2 separate regions of the Mus musculus genome follow, and region 1 is linked to region 2. Evidence: chromatin contacts called from public Hi-C data. All regions are on one chromosome and are shown on one strand. The core of a region is the stretch at or near the end of the contact, and the rest is flanking DNA. Distances in the headings are between cores, read along the strand shown. Region 1 overlaps Etnk1 (ethanolamine kinase 1). Region 2 overlaps C2cd5 (C2 calcium-dependent domain containing 5).

Region 1 (6,698 bases), core at 1,087-3,586, 150 kb before region 2:
CACACAAAGTTACACCAAAGTATCAACTTGTATCTCAGAATATTTTAAGTCTATTTACCAAAGCTATTTTATTACTACTTCATTTGCTATAAATATGAACAAAGGCAGTAGGCTACATTTGAGTCTCTCCCTAGAGTATCAGCACACACACAGGAATTAGAAAGCCTGGCTGCTAATGCTGCTAAGCCCACAGCGCAGATCCAGCAGTGCAGTAGCAAATCTGTTGATTTCCCACACTCCCCATTACAGCAGACATGCTTTCAAAATCACAAGTAGCCAAACAGCTTTTAAAAATATATTTATATGTGTATATTTATGTATAGTATATACATACATATATATATGTATATATACACACACATACATACAATTATCATTATACACTTAAAAAGTCAAGAACCAACTACTTTTAACAATTTAAAGGCATTTTATCCATATATATGTATTTATGTGTGTGTGTATGTATGTATATATATATATATATATATATATATATATATGTATATTCCTAATAGCAATTACCATGATTTTTATAACCTCAAGCAAAAATCTTTGTGTATGTTTTACTCCTTGTTTACTGATACAAAGACGAGGGACCATTAAAAAGAGCATATGAGCAATCAATCAAATTACTTACTGCTAAGGTCAAATACCTACCTTGTTTCTCGTTGTAGATTATATTCTTACACAACAGGTCGTTATGGCAAAGGACCACAGGTGAGCCCAGGCTTGAAAGCAGCTCTTTCATCCAAGTCATCTCCTCCTGCAGAAGCTGCGGGCTTGGGATCTCACTCAGGAACCTTTCCATTTTAAAAGAAGAGTTGTTTATCTAATTGACACTTCTTTCAAATTTAAAGTTAAAATTCTACCTCAAATGCTTTCTATTGAATAAGCACATATTCCTGAATTCAACAATAAATCAAAGTGTTCCAAAACCTGAATAAAGAAAACCTTTATAGTCAACTTAAACATAAGACAGTTAAACTGTAGAGCAGAAACTAAAAGGGACAGAATAAGCAGTGAGCAGCTGTGGTGTCCACTCTCAACACCTGATGCTAACTGCCACTCTATACAGGCGAGGGGACTGAGACACAAAGTGTATGATTTAAAGTTACAGACTGAAAATGTTTATTTTAAGCAAGGAAAGGTGAAAATGAGTTATCTTCAGAAAACCCTAGAGCACCATCTAAGATGGAGATGACACACTCAAATTAACTACTTCATCTCAACAACAAAGCTATGACTTGCCTCAGTGCAACTGAGGAGAAAGTTTCTTTTAAAAAAAAAATTATTAACATAGATTTTTTTTTATTTTTTTAAGATTTATTTATTTATTTATTTATTTATTATATGTAAGTACACTGTAGCTGTCTTCAGACGCACCAGAAGAGGGCATCAGATCTCATTACGGGGGTGCTCTTACCCACTGAGCCATCTCACCAGCCCCCTTAACATAGATTTTAAGCACGAGGGTTAATAGAAGGGTGCCTGGGAAAAAGGAGGAACCCAAAAGTATGGATGTAGGTTATCTATTTGCATAAAATTTAATAGAAAATATAATGGCACAGAATGGGCGACCTCCTCCAGCTTGCCACATGCCCTCCAGGCACGGACTGCTAGTCACTCCTTCCCAAAGAGCTGCCTGGCCTCTTGGTTCTTCATCCAAAGTCTATCAAAGTACCCTTTACCCTCCACACAAATTATCTACATGGGGAGACCACCAACAAACTCAGCTAATAACCTACAGTAGTCCGGTCCCTTTACACAGATGACACAATGGAGCTGAGCACTTGCCAAGGGGACATGACAGGGACATGGAGCTGAGGACTTGCCAAGCTGGACCCACAGTCTGCTGCTTCCCAGACCACTTACAATATTCTTTCTGTGTGTGCACATGTGCTTAAGAGATTCTGGGTGTGTGTGCATACGTGTGGGTAAGCACACTGTCAACACTTCTAAATCATGCTTGCTTCTGTTGTTCTGGAAACAGAATTCCTACACAAAGCAAAAGCCTTAACACACTTTACATAGAAACCTAATAAAATGTTCCATGTTTATACTACTAATAATATTCAAGATTTAGATTCTAAGACTAATCTAAAAAAATCCCATATAAAACATGAACCAACACTTGCAGTCTGAACTTGGTAGTCAATGTGAAAGAGCTAAGATCTCAGAAGGTAAATTTTCACCCTAATAATCTACCATTTAAATAAACACAGTAAATTAAGATGGCCTAAATTCTTACAGTCCCATCCCATACCCACACCTCTACCCCTCTAGACCTTTACGGTAATTGGTGCCGCTGTGCCCTCTGCTGGTGTTCTTTATAATTGCGTCTAAATGAATACTTGTGTCTGCAGCAACTCCCCCCCCCCTCACTGTGTAGGGACTTTCTTCAGGGTCAGGGTGGGGAGGGGACGCTTCAACAGGGCGAGGAGAAAGGAGACTGTTGCTGCAGTGTCACCTGAGAGCCACAGTCAACAACTGTTCACTTTAATACAGAGAGGAATGCACACCAGCACTATCTTTCAGTACATAGTAAGGGCAAAGCCATGCAAATACCAAAGTAATTTACCTTTTATTAATGTTTTCATCAGCAAATCCGGTGGGAATGAGAGAGAAATATTTTCCCATCTTTAGCCATAGGTTAGATTTGGGGATCCAGCCATTGTGCGCATGAATAGCATGGATTTTAGCAAGCTGACGAGCTATTAGCCTGTTTAAAAACAAAATTTTAAATTAAGGATAATTAAGTAGTCTATTTAAAAAAGATTCTCACTGTGTCACTGTTAGCCAGGTTCCTCAACTGTCTTCCACGCCTTTCTGCACCCTGTATACAACTGCACTCAGGCTCTGCTCTAGGGGTTTCCTTCTAAGCTCCATTTTGACAGTAACTCTGCCAGGTCAAGTTGGCTGCTTCCTGCAAACCTTTCCAGATTCCTCCACCTCACACAGTGGCTGCACCTCACAGCTGCTTGCTATGGCCACAGCATCCTTGACTCCTGATGCAACTACTCAGGAATTTCTGACCACGTAGCATCCCATCCTGGCCACAGTTTATCACTACTGTAACTATGATCCCAGAAGACAAACGCTATCCCCTCCCCAGCTGCAGCACTGCTAAAAACAATTTACCATCCTCCCAAATTCTGATTTAATGGGCTTGCTTGGGGTCTAGCTAATGAGTGAGAATAAGTAAAGCTTCCCCGATGACCCTAACACACAAAAATACTTGAGAACAATTCAAACTAAGACACAGAGAATCAAGTGTCACAAAGTTGTGATTAAATAAACACTTTTAAGTTTGTACAATTACTCTTGCCTGATCTTTTTGAGATCAAATACCCTAGGCTAGCCTCGGACTAAGTAGCAGAGGATGGATGACCCTGGACTTCTGATCACCTCGTGTCACCTAATTTAAGTTAGGTTTGTCAGTCGGGAAGCACTCGGAGCACTGGACAGGTCCTCTGAGCACCGTCCTAACCGAGAGGGCTCAGTGCCCAGTGTCTGCGGACCTTGCTATTTTTGAGCCCCCAAGCCTCAAATTCCTAGCCTCAAGTAATACTCCCCCCTCAGCCTTCTGAGTGGCTGGGATCAAAAGGCATACATCTAGTCATACATCTAGTTTGGTGTGAATTTAAATGTTTTGTAAATTGGGGAGAGGGGTCATAGGTACGGGTCGTGTGCCTGCCATGAATGCGTAGGCCAGAAGGTAACAACAGGAATGTCCTCGTTGATGACGTTTTGTCTGCCTTTGAGATAGTCGTCTTCTAAACCTGAAGTTCCCTACTTTTGCTCAACTGGCCAAGGAGCCCCAGGGATCCAACTGTCCCCACCTTCCTCCCCCAGAAGTGGGGTGACAGGTGTGCGCAGCATCCTGGATTTGAGTGGTTCTGGGAATGCACACTCTGGTGCTCAGCTGTGCAACAGCACTGTACCCACTGAGTCTCCTCCCAGCTACTTTACAGGGGAAAAAAAAAAAAAAAAAAAAAAAAACCTCACATACCCAAGGTTAGCCTCCTGCCTTCCACTTCCCAAGTAGAACCAACTCCACATACATAGCACACTCAGCTGAAAACTTAGAAGAGCATGCTTCCAAAAGCATATCAGAGGCAGCCACTTATCTATGACAATTGGCCAAAATAGCATTAGTAGCTTCTTAGTATCTAAGTTGTTAGAACTGCAGTCTGGCTAACATGTAAGAAGACATAAGAAAAATATTACAGAAGTTTACACACACTACTTAACACTTTCTAAACTTCCTACACATACAAGTTGATTTGAGCATCCTTAGAAAAAGGACACAGATAGTAAATTCCACTGCTGACTATGTGACACCCTGAAAACCCTGTATACAACTACACTCAGGCTCTGCTCTAGGTACATAGCCCAACATACATGGATTCTGTGTTGAAACTTGGCCTCAAACCAAAGACAGCAGCACATTATGAATGTGCAAATACTCCACGGCCAAAAATACCTAGAGCAGCATTTCCAGCCTGAAGCATTTTAGATGATAGAAATTCAGCCTGTGTTTCTGCACTGATAAACTTAATATTATTCCTATTTTTTAAATGAGGAAACCGAGGCAGCAAATTCCCATACCTCAGTGAAGATGAGCGGCCTGGCTCTATGCCCAAATGTCCACAACTCAAAAAGGTGGCAAGGCAGCTTTAATAGTATACTCTGAATGAAAGCCACGAGACGTCTAACTTACCATTTCAACATGCCTCCCCACACACACACACACACACACCATCCTGCTAGTATCAGCAAAGTGGAAACCATAAACTCCCTATGTCCAGTTTCAACTATCACGTTTGGAAAGTAAGTCTCCTGACTGCAAACTCCCGACTGACATGTCACCCACTTCAGTGTGAGGAACTGAAGACAACTCAACAGTCCTGGCGCAGAATAGAGGAGGCCGAGTGGGATCTGCATGGGGAATGAGGACATCACATCAGCGAGGATGAAGGAGTGAGTGCGGCAGAAGCTGTGTGCACTGCAGGGACTGCACTTAAGAATACCCTGATCTACTCAGCCAGGTCCACGCCAGCCAAGACTGCATTATAAGACCCTGTCTCAAAAACAAACAAAGACCAGGGTAGCACACACCTGCATCCCAGCACTCAAAGATAAAGGCAGGAGGATCGCAAGTTCCAGGTCACCCTCAGTTACAGTAAGTCTGAGGTCAGCCTGGCTCCATGAGATCCTTCCTCATTAGAAAAACAAAATTTCTATATAGTGTTTAACAGACTTTCAGCACAGGCAAATGATATGACAGGTTTCATTTCTAATTAGTTTTCACTCTAAAAATGTTAAGGTACAACCCAGGACTCCTCTCAGGAATGTTCCATGGTAAAGCTCTTCCATAGACATTATATTATCTCCCAGGCCCACTCTCGTTCTCTCGAGTGAACGATGTCTGCTAATGTCACCACACCAACCACTAAAACAAGTCCACTTAACAGTCTTTATATTCTAAAATGTTTCAACTTCTAACATAGGAGATTTTGGTATACATGGATCAAACACTAAAAAGTCTGCTGGTGTTCAAACACTTTCCTCTTGCGAGGGACACAGGGTCTCATGTAGTCCAGGCTGGCACCCAACTAGGTAGCGAAGGATGGCCTTGAACAGATCCTGCTGGGATTGCAAACTAGTTTTGTTTTGTTGGTTTTTTTTTTTTTTTGTTTTTTCGAGACAGGGTTTCTCTGTATAGCCCTGGCTGTCCTGGAACTTACTCTGTAGACAAGGCTGGCCTCCAACTCAGAAATCCGCCTGCCTCTGCCTCCAGAGTGCTGGGATTAAAGGTGTGCGCCACCACGCCCAGCGGATTGCAAACTATTATACTCAGCTGTTAAAAAGTGTCTAAGACCAGGCGTGGTACTGCACGCCTTTGATCCCAGCACTCGGGAGGCAGAGGCAGGAGGATTTCTGAGTTGGAGGCCAGCCTTGTCTACAGAGTAAGTTCCAGGACAGCCAGGGCTATACAGAGAAACCCTATCTCGAAAAGCCAAAAAAAAAAAAAAGTGTCTAAAAAGCCAGCTAAATGTTACAGCAGGTAAACTGCTTGCTGTGCAATTCTGATGGCCTGAATTTGGTTCCAGAAACCCACAGGGAAAAAGAAAACTCACACAAGCAAGTTTTCCACTAACCACAAACAATGTGCTGTGGCAAAAAACACTCAAACTCATACACTCAAACTCTCTCTGTCTCTGTCTCTTTCTCTCTCGTCATTCATATTCTCTTTCTCTCTCTCCCTTCTCCTGTCTCTCCATACATCCTCCCTTCCCTCCCACCTCTAGCTGCCCCCTCTCCTTCTCCCTCCTCTCCTTCCTCCCCTCCATACATGAAAACTAAATGTGTAATTTTTTAATTTATTAATATTTCTTTAGTGTGCATAGCATTCTTTTTCAAAAGAAAAAATTTGCAAATTTACCTGAAAATGGCTGGGTTGCAGACATGCTGCGGGTCCAAAGCTTCGCCCTGGATAAACTCATAGCACAGTCCGTTATTAAAGGTGCAGTAGAGCTGAGGTGCACAGCCGTGAGCCTGCAGCACGCGGAAACTTTTCACTTCCTCGTCTCGGTCGACTAACAGTTCAGTCTTGTTGCCGTAAATCCTCACCAGAACTACATCTTCCATGGTGTCACCCACATAGCAGGCGATGAGCTTGTTTGTGATCCCATCTG
Region 2 (6,466 bases), core at 2,632-5,131:
CTGGTTTCTGGAAAAACAACCAGTGCTCTTAACTGCTGAGCCATCTCCAGCCCTGGAGCCAAAGATTTTTAGTTGTGTAGTGATTCTGACCATTGATGCATTTCTAGAGATCCTGAGGTTTTTGGTTTCTGCTTATTTGAACTTCCAGTAAAGATACACTGAGGGACAGAAATGGCAGAGCAACAGGTTATAGTCTAACAAATCTGAGACTTGTGTGTTTCTAAGCATGCTTTGACGCAGTCTTTTCTTAATGGTGCTGGAGATCAGACCTCAAACATCCTAATGAGGGCCCTCCCAGTAAACCAGATCCAAATCTGGACATTTCTCAGGACAGTACCAAGAATGCAGTGCACTTACGGAATTATTCTCCTTTATAGGTTATGTCGATTAAAAAAGAAAGCACAGGCAGAAGCCAATGCCACAGCTATCAGTAATCTCTTGCCGTTTATGGAATATGAAGTACACACTCAACTGATGAACAAGCTCAAACTCAAAGGAATGAATGCTTTGTTTGGACTGAGAATTCAGATCACAGTGGGCGAGACCATGCTGATGGGCTTAGCGGTGAGTGGGGAGGCTTTTGTCAACTCCGAGGCAGGAAGTGTTGTGTGGGACTCAGAGGGTTAGTTAAGAGAGGATAAACAGATGTGGTAGTGCATCCTCAGCGTCCTGCACCAGGCTCTGAAGCAGTGATCGGAGATCAAGGCCTGCCTGGGCTATACAGCAAGACCCTGTCTCAAGAGAGTAAGTTAACAAAAGTAGACGACTAAGCTAAAGAAACAGACATCAAGACTTTAACAGTTGGAGAAGTTTTAGGAAATAAGTCCAGTGGTTTGCTTTTATATAGTTTTAACGAATCAGTCCATCATTCCTAGAGTTGAAACCACTGATCTGGACTCTATTATTATATATTGGGCTGTTGACAGTTACAGGATTTTCATTTGTGTGTTGACAGATTTCAAATTGTATTTCTTATGTCATCTTTTCATCACCTAAGGAGATATTTAATTTATAAAATCTATGGACATTGTAGTCTTTTTTTCTCTATAAATTTATAGTTAAAATGCAAAATTGTTTTCTGTTTCATCTCTTTTTTTTTTAATTAGGCTAAGTATGTAAATTTTATTTAGTTTTTTAGGTTTTGAGGCAAGGCTGTTCCTAATGAGTGCATGCCTTGAAGTCATGATCCTTCTGCCTCCGCCTGCTGCGGACTGGATTTGCAGGCTGCACCCCTATGCTCAGCTGTATGGTTTTGTATGTAGGAGGTGACAGTGGTGAGCTGCTTAGTTCATGGCATTGATGTAACCTCAGGCCTGCTCCATGTTTCATGCTCCCGTAGGATGCCATTATCTGGGCCACTGCTCTGTGAACACCAGAATTTCAGGATCGGAAGGCTAGCTTCTGTGATAGCTGACAGGACAGTCCCTTGCTAGATGTCACTTAAGAGGAGAAGACAGTGCTGCCATGGGGTAATTCCAGAGAGACGGGCTGATAAATGCTGAGAGTGGTTTCAAATCCAGGTCCATCTGGTTCTGCGGTTCAAGGCTGGTGTGTCATCAGCCAGTGTGTTAGCAAAGTGTTAGCTGATGCTAAGGCTTGTCAGGGCTTCTCAGTAGTTGACATGAGGAGCTACATTGTGGCTCTGCTAATGAAGTTCTGGGAGAGTGCTGCCAAGAGCCAGTTTTAGCCATTGTGCAGATGTCATTTTTGAATGTCAAAAACTTGACAGTTGATGGGTTTCACATAAATATACAAGCATCCAAGATGGAAAGCGCTACTGCCCCTGGATTCCCATAGCTCCACTTGAATTCTGCTTCTTTTTTTCTTTATTATTGTTTCACATTTACTTGTAGACATGCACAAACCATGGTGCACATACTGTGGTGCACATGTTGGGACCAAAGACTAGCTGTGGGAGTCACTTCTCCCCTTTCACCATGTAGGTCTCATGGATGGAACCCAGGTCACCAAGCTTTGCAGAGGGGCCTTTACTTGCCATTTTGCCAGCCCTGTTTTTGCTCTTTTTGAGATAGAGTTTTGTGTAGCCCAGGCTAGTCTTGAGCTTGTTATGTAACCGAGGCTGGTCTTGCATTTCTGACCCTCCTGGTTCTAGCTCTGGGAGAGCTGGATTACAGGTATGTGCTGCCACCCCACCTTTATGCTTAGGTTTCTTACAGTTTGTTCTGCTTGTGGTAGCTTACACACACACACACACACACACACACACACACACACACACACACACACACACATTTTGTCTTGTTTTATCTTTCCCATAATTTTCCAATACTGATAGTGTATACTGACTGATTTAGAATGAGAGATTGTTACTGGGTTAAACGGTAAAATAAGTGTGTCAAGTAAATTGTTTGTGTGAGTGGCCATGGAGTGAGGTGGGTGAATTAGATGTACAGAGCAGACTGCCTCATGGTTCCTCACCACGCCCTTTCCATACTTGATCGCAGCTGTTCTCCGCGGTAGCCCTTCTATAGGCAGACTGCCTGCTCATTGGGGGCAAAGCTGCTGTAGTAACTTTTCCTGTTGCTAAGGGAGTCCTGATTCCAAGTTGGTTTATATATGGATTCTAGGCATTCTGAAACACGGTCTCATACAGTGACCCAGACAGGCCTGGCGCTCACGCTGAGGCTTAGCCTGCCTGGAAGGTCACAGTCTCCTGGGCAAGTCGCTCAGAATTCAACCTTTATCTTTCTTCTTTTATTTCTTGGATAAGTATGAGGTAAAGATTTAAAAGGCATAGCTGGTTATGCAGTTATGTAATTAGAGAGCCCCCTTCAGAGCTGTCACCATCTACTCAGGAGTCTCCCTGAGTACATCAACCCTGTTAGCAGAGTGGTTTTGTATGTTTTTGCAGACATGGCCTAGCCATGTGTCTCTTGTACAAAGCAAAGTGCACATTCCTAGACATAGACCTTAAAGCCATTGTTGTTTGGTGTTTTGTCTGATGATATCCCTGTTCTTTTTACAAGTCGGCCACAGGAGTCTACTTAGCAGCCTTACCCACACCCGGTGGAATCCAGATCGCTGGGAAGACCCCTAATGATGGCTCCTATGAACAGCACATCTCCCACATGCAGAAGAGAATAAACGACACCATTGCAAAAAACAAAGAGCTGTATGAGATCACCCCCCCGGTGAGTGACTCGGGCCTGCCCAGTGAAGGCACCGGCCGCTGGCTGCAGGGAGGGACTTGGAGGGTGTCTTCCTCAGGACATGGGCATTCTTCACCTCTTTACTGTCATTGCTTAAATGTCTCCTTTTTGATGAGGCCTCCTCTCTTCCAGTATACACAGGGCAGGTCTCCTTTCAGGTCTTATTTTCTCACATGTGCATGTGTCTGTATCTGTGTGTGTGTGTGTGTGTGTGTGTGTGTGTGCATGTGCGCATGTGTTCACATGTTTGACTTGTGGGATATTACACACCCAGAAATTTTTTTCTCTTGCTCATTGCAACCTGTAGAGAAAAGCTCTATTACAGCCATGTTTCTTGTTCTAGAAAGAACTCTATAGGTGTCTTTTTTTCTTAGGCACATGCTAGCAGTGAGCATTTAACACCATTTTGGAAAACCTCTGTTAGAACCTTGTGAAGGAGGTTTCTGGAAGAGCAGCAGGCTCTGCCTGTTGAGCTCCCATCATGGCCCAGGTTAACTGTTTAAAACACACACATCTGGTGCACGGTTTGTAGAAGATGAGTTTTGTTGCTGTTGGAGATTACTTAGCAAGTGAATTGTGCAGCCTGTGCATGCATTTGTAAATGTATGCATTATCTTGACATATGCACACACATTTCTTACTCTTCACATTAACTATCATAGAGCTCCTGGAAAAGCCAGGATCTGAAAGACTAGTGCCCTCTTCTGGAGACTCTTTCCATCTTTGTAGCCAATCGTACTTTAAAGTGCTTTAGAGGCGCACATCTAGATAGTGTGTAGGCGTCCATGTGCCTGGGTGGGGAGGTTCCCACCTCATTGTAGCTCCCTGTCTGTGCACTACATGTCACCTTGACCTTGTTACACACAGCCTGGGCTGTTAGCCTGCTTTTGTAGATAAAAGAGAACATCTGCATCGTCTGTGACCTGGAAAGGAAGCTTTAGAGTTCAGTGAGTGTATCTTGTGGATTTTTTTTTCTCATCAGGAAGCTGCATGTTAATATAAAACCTTAAAAGCAAACTGAAGAATTCAGTGTCTGTAATTACATTTCTTTCAGGAGGTGTCTGAGGAGATGATAGGATCCCCCATCCCAGAACCCAGACAGCGCTCCAGACTTCTAAGATCACAGTCGGAAAGTTCTGATGAAGTTACAGAGTTAGATCTTTCACACGGGAAAAAGGATGCTTTTGTTTTAGAGGTAATACTGCATTGAAATAATGTTGTAAATGTCTGAGAAGGTAAATATTTTATAATTGGGTTCTGAACTGATTGACAACTTGTACTATGTTACAGCTACCAGGGAAATTGTAGACATTTCATGTATTTGACCTTAGCAGCACTTGGTAACTGTTGCTGTAATATAAACAGCCCTGAAGCCACTTGGATAAAATAATAGTTAAAATGCAAGCTGAGCAACCTTCATAGTGATGGTTTGAATAGGCTTGGCTTCTGTAGACTCTCGTGTTTGAATGCTTAGCCTGTAGGGAGTGGCACTAATAGGAAGATAGCCTTGTTGGAGGAAGTGTTGCCACTGTGGACTTTGAAGTCTCTATACTCAAGCTCCACCCAGTGAGGAAGAGAGTCTCCGCATGGCTGCCTTTGGATCAAAATGTAGAACTCTTGGCTCTTCCAGCACTATGACTGCCATGCTTCCCACCATGATGATAATGGACTAAACCTCTGAAACTATAAGCCACCCCAATTAAATGTTTGCCTTTATAAGAGTTGCCTTGGCCATAGTGTCTCATAATAGCAATGAAGCCCTGACACTCATCAAAAGTGTAAAATCTGAATTGCCCAGCAATTACAAATTTGGGGGCTGAGACTGTAGCTCATTTGGTAAAGTGCTTACCTAATGTTCATGAAGCCTTGTACAGGATCCCAGCACCGTGTAAACTGGACAAGGTGTTTAAGCCTTTGATCTTGGTGCTCCAGAGGAAGTATTCCTCACTGTATGGTGAGTTCAAGGCCAGCTTGGACTATAGGAGACCCCCTAAAGAACATTAGAAAGCTCACTTTTAAAGTTGTGGTTTTGGAGCATTTTAGGAGTAGGAGTGCTCAGCTTCTAACAACTTTGTAGACATCAGAGTCTGAAGCACTCCAGGACAAGACACTCAGCCTGCAGTAGTTTACCATTTGGAGTTATTTTTGTAAGCCTGGGTGACTTTAAATATAAAATGTACTGGTTTTATTCTATCTATCTATCTATCTATCTATCTATCTATCTATCTATCTATCTATCTATCTATCTATCTATCTATCTATCTATCTATCCATCCATCCATCCATCCATCCATCCATCCATCCATCCATCCATCCACCCACCCACCCACCCACCCACCCATCCACCCACCCACCTACCTACCCATCTACCTACATACCTATCAATTTGGTTTTTCAAGAAAATTTCTCTATGGAACTTGCTTTGTAGACCAGCAGGCTGGCCTCGAACCCACTGAGATCTTGAACAGTGTGGTTCAAGCAGGGATTATAGCTATGTGACACAATGCCCAGACTAATGTACTGTTTTTAACACAGTATAATTGTCTTTACTTTGTTATGACTGCATTTGATAGATATTGCTGTATGCACTTTGTAATAATCCCACTGAGTGCTGAGTACAGTGTGTCCTTGCTGCATGCATGAGATGGTGTTGACAGTCTTGAACAGTTAAACTCCTTTCCTGAGGAGTCTCTGTGGCATGGTGCTCAGCAGCTCACTGTTCTCAGAGCAATGTCCCCCACCGACCCCTGAGAGTAGCTTAGGAGAGGAACAGTGTCCTCCGCCCACCCCTGAGAGACAAGGGAATGATACAGGCACCTTGTGAGAAGAACGTTGTTGAGGTCTGCTGCTTTGAACCCAGCGGCTCTGGAAGCTGGTAGTGGAATTGTGTTGGGATGGGATTCTAGAGGAGAGTCTGAAGCACGGGTAACTGCTAAGGGAATCGCCCATCAGACATGCAGTTGGGTGGGAAGAGAGGGATTTTTAGTTTTATGTGGTTTTTTTATTTAAAGATTTATTCATATGTTTGTATACATGTGTGAGTTTATGCAGGTTGTCCCTGTGGCCACAGAGATCCAGATCCCCACTGCTGGGGTTACAGGCATTTGTAGAGTCACCGCGTGTGGCACTGGGGGCTCTCAGCTGGGTCCTCTGCCAGAGCAGTGTGTGCTCTTCACTGCTGAGCTCCCTCTGCCTCCTGACGAGGGTCTGCTTTCCATTGCTTTACAGTGTAGGATGGGAGAGAAGGGAGGTCAGTGGGGAAGCAGTGTGCTTCAGGCAGGCAGCTGGCTCTGGGC

The links. Hi-C and Micro-C count contacts between places; a contact is called where the count stands out from the background.
Region 1: a contact with region 2 is called in a Hi-C map of regulatory T cells, with 2.4 times the contacts expected there. The contact joins two enhancer-like sites. A contact is called at or near these places in 4 of 39 promoter capture datasets (the 3T3-L1 cell line, embryonic stem cells, hippocampal neurons and 1 more), 5 of 15 datasets of contacts at CTCF or cohesin (CD8 T cells, the G1E-ER4 cell line, the NIH/3T3 cell line and 2 more), 141 of 484 Hi-C or Micro-C datasets (the 3T3-L1 cell line, B cells, the Ba/F3 cell line and 69 more), 19 of 115 datasets of contacts at active chromatin or transcription factors (the 230-238 cell line, the HPC-7 cell line, Th17 cells and 10 more) and 3 of 9 other capture datasets (adipose tissue, embryonic stem cells and liver).

What each region holds. Positions count from the first base shown.
Region 1 is chr6:143,180,594-143,187,291 of GRCm38.p6, reverse strand. Etnk1 (ethanolamine kinase 1) reads right to left here. Exons shown (of 8, transcript NM_029250.2): 2 at 6,446-6,698; 3 at 2,579-2,719; 4 at 658-800. Among named protein-coding and RNA genes, the nearest start is that of Etnk1, 17 kb to the right of the region's middle. Within about 2 kb of position 2,336, at least 5 of the 459 cell types and tissues checked have an H3K27ac peak or open chromatin away from gene starts, as enhancers often do. A contact at or near this core is called in regulatory T cells, where this site is marked.
Region 2 is chr6:143,032,921-143,039,386 of GRCm38.p6, reverse strand. C2cd5 (C2 calcium-dependent domain containing 5) reads left to right here. Exons shown (of 29, transcript NM_001362113.1): 16 at 378-564; 17 at 2,988-3,152; 18 at 4,225-4,365. Among named protein-coding and RNA genes, the nearest start is that of C2cd5, 64 kb to the left of the region's middle. Within about 2 kb of position 3,881, at least 15 of the 459 cell types and tissues checked have an H3K27ac peak or open chromatin away from gene starts, as enhancers often do. A contact at or near this core is called in regulatory T cells, where this site is marked.